Linked DNA regions of Zea mays: region 1 is linked to region 2. Evidence: chromatin contacts called from public Hi-C data. All regions are on one chromosome and are shown on one strand. Each heading gives the region's core, a stretch centred on a gene start, on an enhancer-like site or on the middle of the called end of the contact. The rest is flanking DNA. Distances are from core to core; before and after follow the strand shown.

Region 1 (5,258 bases), core at 981-3,480, 330 kb after region 2:
TCTTATGGCCATTTTTAATGAGTTTTGAATTTTTCTCATGCTTGGGGCTTGATCATCACTCCTAAGCCTAGTTTAGGGCTAAGTACCCTACCTTAGGGTTCCACACATAACAAGTCACATCAATACAAATTGTTTGAAATTTTTACCTAGATAATGCATTCTAAGTGTAACAAGCACATGATATGCTAATGCTCATGATGTTATGCTCAAGTTTTAGTGGCAGTAACAGCAGGGGTGTTACATCCTTCCCCCATAAAAGAATCTCGTCCCGAGATTTAAAAGTCCTAGGGTAAGTACTGGAAAAGGAAACACGTCATATTTATATTTCCTTATTTCTTATACAAGGCAGGGGTGGTATGGGGTTTATTCCTCTATTACAAAGCTAAAAAGCCTGGGAAATTCTTTTCTAGAAAGTCTTGGGTTTCCCAAGTAGCTTCATCTTCCGTGTGTTGGTTTCATTGTATCTTATAAAACTTGAGAGTTCTCCTTCGTGTAATCCTGTCCTTTTGATCCAAGACTCGAATAGGATGTTTTGAATATGTCAAGTCTAGTTCTAAGGCAACATTCGTCACTTCAACGGTTTGATCTGGAACCTGAAGACACTTCTTCAATTGAGACACATGGAACACGTTGTGCATAGCAGACAATGTTTCGAGTAATTGGAGTCGATATGCCACTGGTCCACATTGTTCAAGAATAGGAAAAGGACCAATGTACCGGGGTGCAAACTTTCCTTTTACCCCGAAACGTGATACACCCTTCATTGGTGAGACTTTTAGGTAGACGTAATCTTCCACTTGAAAGTACAAGGATTTGCGTCGTTTGTCTGCATAACTTTTTTGGAAAGCTTGGGCTTCCTTCAAATTATGTATGATTCGTTGAACCCTCTCTTCTGTTTCTTTCACCATATCAGGCCTGAACAACCATCTTTCTCCTGGTTCAGACCAATTTAATGGAGTATGGCACCGTCGTCCATATAGGGCTTCAAAGGGTGCCATCTTGATACTTTCTTGATAATTATTGTTGTATGAGAATTCTGCCAGCGGTAAACAGTCATCCCATTTCTGCGGAAACTCTAAAACATATGCTCGCTACATGTCTTCAAGTATCTGAATCACTCTCTCAGTCTGACCACTAGTTTGAGGATGATAGGCCGAACTGTGGAGTAACTTAGTACCCAAAGATTTGTGGAGTTCTTCCCAGAATTTGGATACAAATTGAGGTCCACGATCCGACACTATTGTCTTTGGAACACCGTGCAGACTGAGAATACGAGCAATATATAGTTCCGCATATGTGGCCACTGTAACACCCCAGGTGTTTATATTCCGCTCGATAACGAGTATGGATTTAAGCACGTAATGTCAGTGGATAAAACAGATGCTAAATTTCAATCATCTTCGTCTATCGCGATTTTAATATCGCATCTGTTTTGTCTATCGCGAGTTCGACATCATTTTTATCTATCCAGGCTTGTCCTAAATTTTCGTGATGTTCGGAACATAGTTGTTCTGAAAATCGGTGCGTCCGGTGATTATTTAAAATTCGTCGCTCGTGTAAATACGAATTCGGAAGCCCGACCCACTCGGATGATTTTATCTTAGGCAAATTAATTTGAACTCGATGACTAAAATGTTCGGGGCAAAATAATCTGAATCGCTCGTCGTCGTGAAATCGTGCGCGAGGATATGATCCAATTTATCCTTTAGCACGCTGTTTTGACGACGAAATCGTGTATACATTAGCGGATCTGGTTTTGGCTAAATTCAGTCGAATCACGCAGAGCAGATTAAAATACATAGCCGAACTCGTTTCAATCTGGTCCGTTAACATCGTGGCCAGAATAGTCACGAAAATTATCCAAACGAGATTCGAACAGAACCGTCTCAACTGTGTTTAGATAACGGATGAATTTTCATCCGATTTCGACTAAACTAGTGTTGTCTTAATTATTGTCCGCCTGATCTAATTTGACTCTTCAAAATCATAATTTTGGAACCATGGTACTTTGGCAGGCGTTTTTGCGTGAGAAAAAAATAACAAAAATGGAAATGAAAATATCCTCTATTTACCGCTATTCTCCCTCTTCTCTGATTTTTTTAGCCATTTCTATCCCTGCGCCGCTTAGCTCCTGTCAAACGAAAAATCCCGCAGCCCACCCTGTTGATATTTTTCCACCGACGTATTCAGATCTTTGCAGCCACCGTTCTATCTTCCTTATCTTCTTCTCCAGAACGGCAATCCTTCTGCCCGGTCCTTCCTCCAGTTCGGCTAGCGGGGCAGCGCTCCCTGCTGCTTCTCCCTCCCTGGTACTCCTCCAGTCGCGGCCTCCCACTCCCCAGCCGATTTCTCTGCGCGCGATACTCCCTCCAGTCCTCCCTGCTCGCGTCGTGAATTCCCTGCCATGGACGCGCGCCGAGCTCCTCGCGCGGGTCTCTGGTGCCCAGCCGACTAGCTCATCTCCCTTTTCTCTGATGGCGCGCCCAAGCACTGCTCCTGCACCGTGCCGCGTTCCAGCTCAGACTACCCTGCTCCTACGCCCGGTTCCAGCTCGCTGGAGCTCCTGCGCACGTCGGATCCCAGCTCGCGGAGCTTCCTCCTGCTCTGCTCATCGGTCGCGCCCTGCTCTCCCAGCCATCTTCCTCTTCCCCACCACTGGCTCGACCGCACGCCCTCCCAGCTCGGCCATGGCCACCGCGCCGTGGAGCCCTGCGCACCGTGGTGCTTCTTTCCTGCCCCTCCCATGGCGGCTCCCCTGGATCCCTCCTCTGCTCGGTCGCCTCCCTGGAGTCCAAGTCCGGACGCCGCTCCAGCCTTCTCCTTTCTCTCTTCTCTAGCCCTGTTCGGCCTCAAGCTTCAGCCATGGTGGCGTGTCCATCTCCCTGGTATTTCCCCAAGCCGCGCCCCTCTGCTTGACTATGGTCACCGTCACGCCCAGGATTTGGCCGCGCCTGTAGTTTCCAAATTCGTCTTCAGCTCGCGGCGCTCATCTTCTGCCCCAGTCCTATGTCAACCTCGCTAACCACCCATGGTTGATCCTGTGGTTCGTGAGGGTGAATCACAGTTTGAGATTGAAAAAGGAGCTTAGAAGGTGTAGATAATGAAGCTCCAGATTGACGTTTGCCAGATGTTCGGTGGAACGCCTGAATCAAAGTTCGTCGTCGTTCTTGTGGATTTTGGATCGATTTGGCTTGGTAAGCTAGATTCAGGAAAAGCACTTAACTTGTGATGTAAAATTTTAGCTTAAGGACCCACTTCTAGTAAGCTTTTCTGAAAAAAGAGTCTTTGAAACTTGATGCTTTGATAGTCTTTTCTTTAGTCGGGTAATTCTTGCTGAGTAATTTCATACTCAGGGTTTTATTACCTGTTGTTTTTCAGGTTATAGTTTTGTGCTGCTGTTGATGGTGTTAAGTGCCGGTGGGATCGGCCTTCTTATAAGTCTAAGTAACTTTTCTATACTTTTTATTGAGCATGGTCACTTGAGCTAGCATATATTTTAAACTTATAAATAATTTATAATATTTCAAAGTTTATTTCTTTGAATCACTATTGTAATCACTCCGATAAACATAATGTAAATTTGATGTAACTTGTAAAATTTGGTAATAAGAGTTCCGCTGCAAAATTGTTGGTGTGTGATTTGTGTTTACTTTATCATGCGGTCCTGGTTGTAAGTGGTTTATCCGGGGTCCTAGGGGCACTTGGACAGATCCTATTAAGTTATTTGGTGCACATGCATAGCCGTCTGAGGTCTTTGAGACAAGGACAGGTGCATTTGGGCCCAATAACATGCGAGGTTCTGCCACAGCCACTATATACTTTACCTTGACTTGGAGAAAGTGGGCGATCTTTGTAAGTCGATCAATAATAACCCAGATGGAATCAAACCCTTTTGCTGTCCTGGGTAATCCCACAATAAAGTCCATGCTAATGTCCTCCCATTTTCAGGTCGGGATAGGTAAAAATTGCAATGGGCCAGCAGTTTTCAAATGTATGGCTTTGACATGTCTACAAGTGTCGCATCTTGCCACATAGCGTGCAATTTCAATCTTCATCTTCGTCCACCAATAATGTTGCTTTAGATCATGATACATCTTAGTGCTTCCGGGATGAATAGAATAGCGACTAAGATGTGCTTCATCTAAAATTTGCTGGCGAACCTCATCACTCTTGGGCACAACTATGCGGTTGTTAAACCATACAACGTGTCACACCCATTTCCAAGGGGCAGAGCCGGGTGCATAGCTTATGTGTGACAGGATCTATTTCCACACATATATTGACGTCACAAGTGTAATATATCAAAAGAACAATGCATACAAGCGTAAATAATGATAATATTAACATATTACACTTCGAATAGACATAATGTCTTAACCTTTATTCATCAAAGTACAGCGAAACAAGGACATCCATCCACAGGAAGATGACCGGGTGTATCACTAGACTAGCATCCATGGAGTTCAGCATCATATCTTCATCTGCAACTTCTGATCAAAATTAATCAAGGGTGAGCTCACTTATGGTTAGGGCTCAGCAAGTGGGGGAAAAACTAATGCAGGTTTAACAAGGTGAGGCTAAGGTTGAGCAGTAAGCCTTTTAGTTGGTTAACATTTTATTAACAACACCTGTCTTACTAATAAGTGTGAATCCCAAGTATTCCCATTAAACAAAGGTATAATAGTATATCAAAAACACTTAAGTGAAACCACTTAAGCAAACCATTGGCAGATCATCGGATCTCGATTTATTTCCATCTTCAAGTTCAATTATCATGTGAGGAGTCCAGTCTGCTCATAACCGTGAGCACGGCTGATATATCAGTTTTACACTCTGCAGAGGTGGCGCATCTTTACCCATGAGTCGCGATTCCCTTTTAGCCCGGGTTAGCTAGACCCGTATTCACTTCCGAGGTGAATGACCAGGGTCTCACTACGAGGCTTCTCCCTAGAGTCCTCATTACGCAAATGTTGGAAATGGTCAACTGCATAAGGTACACCTACCGTAACCAACTTATAGTCCAGTCCACAGGGTAAAGCTTTGGGAACTATGCCTGTATCCAATCTGCCTGAGCCGGTACTATAAGCGCTTGCCAGGTGCCCCCGTTCCTAGTCGACCATGACCAACACCCAACATAAGACTTCCCTAGTTATTTAGCCAATACCAGAGCCATGATAGTTCTCATGGTAGCACTGTTTTCCCGGGTGGTCACTCCATGTTCCAATTAATATGCAATAATCTTTTTTAACATAATCTTG
Region 2 (5,455 bases), core at 2,158-4,657:
CTGAAAGCCCTCCATGTAGTAGTTGTTGAAGGTGATAGCAATGGAGTGGAAGTGATGCTCGCCACTGATGTTGTTGTCAATAAAGGTGTTGCAGTCGACATAGGCGATACCGGCCTATGATGTTGTAAGCTTGTGACGTAGGTCCAGATGTGGTAAGCTTTGCTATAGTGATTCGCTTTTTTAGGTTTAGCCAAAGGTAGTGATGGTACTATTGCCAATTATCTAATGTGCAATATGGCTTGGGCGACATTGATGCAGTCGCTACTGATGTAGATGTGGGCACCAAGGAGATCGCATCTGAAAACACTTTAGATGCATCAGTAGAAAACAATTAGAGGTAATTTGATTATCAGAAGCAATGGATGTCATTGCCTATGCACCTCTTTTGAGTTGGATTGGCACCTCTGATGTGTTGCTCTCCGACTGATTTAAATCTGTTGTTGATGAGTTTTGGTGTCGTGCAAAAATTCTGTCTAGCTCCTTTTACAATTACAGGGTGTTGGCATAGATGGCGACAATGGTGGAGTTGTTGTCAGTGTATATGTTCTCAATGTCGGTGTTGGTTTGTTGATTGATGTGCAACCGTTGTTGACGATATGGTAGAAGTTGATCCCATTTAAAGACACCCTAAATGCATCCATAGAATAAAAAATTAGGGTAGTTTGGATGTAGGGTTGTTGGAGGTGTTGGTAGGGGGACGACAATATACGCCTCCAGCATCTTATTTTTAGGTTGGTTCGGATCTATTGTTGGGGGGCATTGGTGTCGTGTCAAATTCTAGTGCAATTCTCTCATCCATAAATCATAGATGTTGCTGAAGCTAACCATAGTGGTGGATCAGAACATGCCCAAATAATTGATCTGTCTTTGGATACCAGGAGTAACAGTCCTTGATCTGGGGGTGTTTGGAGGAGATTAGAGGGGGGAGCAGCTGCCCTAGGGCTGGTCACGCCATTAGCAAGGCCGGCACTGGGCATAGGGCCACCAGTGCGGCCGCCCTAGGCCCCCAAATCTTAGGGCCCCCACCTCTTGCAGTTAATTGTATAGCTAATAGAACAGTAAATAGTGGGTTATATAATCTAATATCTGAGTTTAGAGTTTTAAAGTTAACTTGTCAGAACCACTCATATATTCTATTGATATCATGGTTTTTAAAGCGGTAAGGCGGTCCAAGGCGTTGGACCACCGCCTGGACGCCTAGGCGACGCCTAGGCGAGGTAGGCGGGCAAGGCGCCTAGGCGTCAGACCACCACCCGGACGCCTAGGCGACGCCTTAAGAACAGTGATTGATATCAACACGATCATTAATAACTTTGCCTAAAGAAATGTTAGAAGAAACTTTTGAGGTATAGTAAAATTTATTTTGTATAATATTTTGAGATCACATTAATTCTCAGCTCCGGCCCTGGCCATTACAAAGTAAGAGGTCGATGACAACAGGATGCTACGATCAGCTGTGTGCATGGGAGGCGACATGATGCAGCAGCTAGAAGAGGTAGGACAGCATAGGCAGAGAGAAAGGCTAGCGACTAGAAGAAGGGGGAGAGAGGATTAGGGTCTTCCTCTAAATTGTTCTTGCTTAATCTTAAAGGATATACCTCCCTTATATTTATAGAGAGGACTCGACGACTCAACTTGACTCACAAGTAATCCTAGCTTCTAGACTCTTCCTAATCCTAACCAAGATGGGCTTTGCAATACGCTACACGAGTGCGTGCTAGATTGCATGCTACAGTTGGTCCGACTTGGACCCAACACCTTCGTACCCCATCATGGCAATTTAGGCCTGTGACATATTAACCGACAATTTGTTTGCTTTGAGATATGTGCAAATTTTCATGGAAAAGGACCAATGAAGCAATTCTCCTATATGTTTGGTTTGCGTTCAATAAAAAGGAAAGAAAAACTAGCCTTTACAATATTTACATGTTAATCTAGTAGACAAATTAATTCTTGGGAGGGATTCGTGGATCGAGATTCAACAGATTTGTAGTGGTATCCGTCCAGTTTTTAACCCCGCCCACCAGCACCCCTAAGAAAATGTCAGAACCAAATGAAAAGCCAAATAAAAAATCTGCTAAGACAAGACCATTAAAATCAATGGGGCCTGGGTTTAAGTTTAGTAAATCATAGTCACAACTCACAACTCACAACCTTGTTGGTTTCTGAAGATTTCCATTCACGCCAAAGCAATGAATGGAACTGATTTAGCACACATGTAAAACATATGGCCTTTAGAACATCTCTTAAGCGGTGATGAAAACCTAGTTGAGATGGATATGTGCCTTCATACTCCAGGCTGCAAGTTTGGTTGACGTTAAAAACCAAAAGAGAGGATTATGCCACAAGACACAAAAGTTCCTAGATGGCAGTTAGTTACGAACGTATACAGATGGCATGCAGAATGCCCGAATATGTCCAAAACAACTTAACATATTTAATGGACTAGAGATCAGTAGTCTTTCCATTCATTTCATCGTGGATTGGAAGCATGATCCACGGGGCTCCCAACTGATCTCAGCCTAAACATGTCCAAACTGACTAAGCACAGTATTTGATAGTCTGGGATCAGCATGATTCTGCTATTCCAATGACAGTAGAAGACGATCCATGGGCTCACAACTGATGTCAACCCAGGGAACTATAACGAATTTCACAGAGCCATTATGGGTAAGGTCAAGCAGACAAGCACCACTAAACCTGACTACCCCATTGACAATGCAGCAAATTCACATAGAACATACTACTTGTTACAGATCAAACAACATCTCCGAGCATGCACTTCCTAGCAGTAATAGCTGCATCATCATATCTCTAGCATATATTATTACCCAAGAAACGATCAGATATGAAGTGGATCACCCCCAATTTGACCTATGCCGATTTAGCCATTCATAAGGATTAACGATACAGTGAGTACCTCACTCTCTCTAAATCAGCTCAAATCTCGCTGAAACTTGCAAAGCTACACTACGATGTGACTACATGAGCTAAATTCTACCAGAAACAAAACCAAGATCCATGCTGTCCCAACGAAATGGATATAGTGCACTCCAGATCCATACCTGAAATGATCTCTTCAGCGGGGCCTCCACTGCAAAGATCCAGACCAAGAATAGCGAAGTCAGAAAGACAGGACACCGCAACAACCGCAAAGAAGCCCCGAGAAATGGCGCGAAGCTTCACTAAAGCAAGAAAGCACGCACCTTGCTCCATGAGGAGGCTGAGCTGCTTGACGGCGTCCTCAGAATCGGCCCCCATTGCCGCTGGAAGAGACGATCCCGAGCACAGATTCGGCAGTCCCGGTGCGGAACTGGAGGCGCGAAGCGAGGTAGATTCAGTCGGCGATCTTAGGAAGGCCACCTGAGGTGTATTTGTTCTCTTGTGGTGTGCCGTGTGCTCTGCTCCCTTGCGCCTGCGCGCCTTTGCTTCCACGGTCTTCCTTCCGTTCCGTTCGCTAATCGCGCAAGCGTCTCAGTCTGTACGACAGTTTGCTCGGACCTCGGCGGCAGACAGAAGGGGAACCGCATCACGCCGTACAAGTACAATTCACACTGCTCCACTTTTTACCGCCCACCCGAAAATGAAAATATCTTTTCTTTTTTATAATATGTAAACGATATGAGAAAAACAGTGTCCATATAAAAGATATAAGGAATATTTATTTTTTGCCAGAATATTCCTCTAACCGTTTGGATCTTAGAATTGAATTTCTTTCTAATAAACCTAATTCAAACATATATCAATTAAGCTAATATGATTTTATATAGAATTTATTTATATATTGTTGTTGTCATATATGGAAGATATGTATATGTTATATCTCTACTATAGAAGAGTGAGAAGAAGAACGTGTTATAAGTTATAAGTAGAAAAATGAACTAGTGATATATAAAATTAATTTCCACACTTTATCCTATAAATTTAAGATATATTTATATCTAAACTTTGTACAGAATTAAATTTTAAAACAAATAACATACTCTATTAAGTAAATTTTAATTTCTTCAAAATAAAGAGCGGCCCCATATAATATGTTTAATATTGTAGAAATCAATATTGTAAGAAAATACTTTTGAAAATAAATCTCATAATATTTTTTTTGTTAGAACAGCCCATATATAATGCTTATATTAGGTTCTGTTTGTATTTTCTGGAAAGTCAAAATTCTCAGAAGGGGCTGAATTTAGAGTTTTCCGTAGTTTCCAAACCGACTAAACTAATTATGTTAAAGTGTATAATGAACTCTTATCATTGTGTTTCTTGTGTGAGTCGAAAAACATATATAGAACGTTTGATTTGGAATTCATGTGAACAAATGCAACTTTCGGAAAATTATCCAATAAAAATCGACTAATTTACGCAGAGGGCTAGAGTGTCAGAGAATTAGGCATCATTAGTTTTAATGTAATCCAGAAAATCAATGTGATGTATGTGACGATATATTTACTTCACAAAATCACTTGGAATATATTAAGGTGTAAACATCAACCTTCCTTACAGTAAGGAAAGATGTGCATCTGAAATGATCCTTATTCCTCTCAGTATACCATTAGCTTGTTTCACCATTCTAATTCACGGGATCTCGATCACATAGAACATGTTACCATTATGATAAACTTTAGGTGGGTCTCAGAGCCATCTCACTTGATGCACTATCTATCACACTACGTGATAGCCCCTTAGTAAATTGATCTGCCAGATATTTAGCCGTATGGAGATAGTCCAACGCTATTACTCTAGAGTTTCTCAATTTCCTAACAGATTTCAAACGCCTCTTTCGACTTCATATTATTCTTAGAACTATTTATCTTAATTATCACAATCTGATTATTATAGTTCATAAAAAATAGCCGGCACAGGTTTTTCAACCACTGGTAAATCCATAAAGAGTTCACGAAGCCACTCAGCCTCAACTGAAGCAGTATCTAATGTTGTGAGTTCTGCTTCCATAGTTGACCTCGTTAAGATGGTCAGCTTGCAAGACTTTCATAAAACAACGCCACCTCCAAGTGAAAACACATATCCACTTGTGGCATATATCTCATCAGCATCAGATATCCAATTCGCATCACAATAACCCTCTAGTACTGTTGGGTACCCGGTATAATGGATGCCTAAACTCATAGTACCTTTTAGATAGCGCAAAACTCTCTCAAGAGCACGTCAGTGATCATCTCCCGGATTTGAAACAAACCGGCTAAGTTTGTTCACAGCAAACGAGATGTCAGGCCTTGTAGCGCTAGCTAAGTACATGAGTGAACCAATTATTTGGTAATATCTCAATTGATCCCTAAACATCCTTTGTTTTTTCTTCGATAGCTTACTAGGATCATAAGATGTTGGAGCAGGTTCACATTCACTATAACCAAAGCGACTCAAAACATTTTCCACATAATGGGATTGCACAAGTGTGATCCTACCATTGCCTTCTCTTAGTAGCTTAATATTAAGA

What was found. A called contact is a pair of places that touch in the nucleus more often than the background predicts.
Region 1: a Hi-C map of endosperm shows a contact between it and region 2, with 2.6 times the contacts expected there. The contact joins the promoter of LOC100273461 here to the promoter of LOC100191363 in region 2. A contact is called at or near these places in 3 of 25 Hi-C or Micro-C datasets (ear, endosperm and leaf).

The regions. Positions count from the first base shown.
Region 1 is chr5:119,081,093-119,086,350 of Zm-B73-REFERENCE-NAM-5.0, forward strand. LOC100273461 reads left to right here and starts at 2,231. Exons shown (of 1, transcript NM_001147898.1): 1 at 2,231-3,381. The coding sequence starts at 2,475. The coding sequence ends at 2,837.
Region 2 is chr5:118,746,162-118,751,616 of Zm-B73-REFERENCE-NAM-5.0, forward strand. It overlaps LOC100191363 (Sec14p-like phosphatidylinositol transfer family protein), which reads right to left and starts at 3,408. Exons shown (of 11, transcript NM_001136797.1): 1 at 3,207-3,408; 2 at 3,066-3,094. The coding sequence starts at 3,261.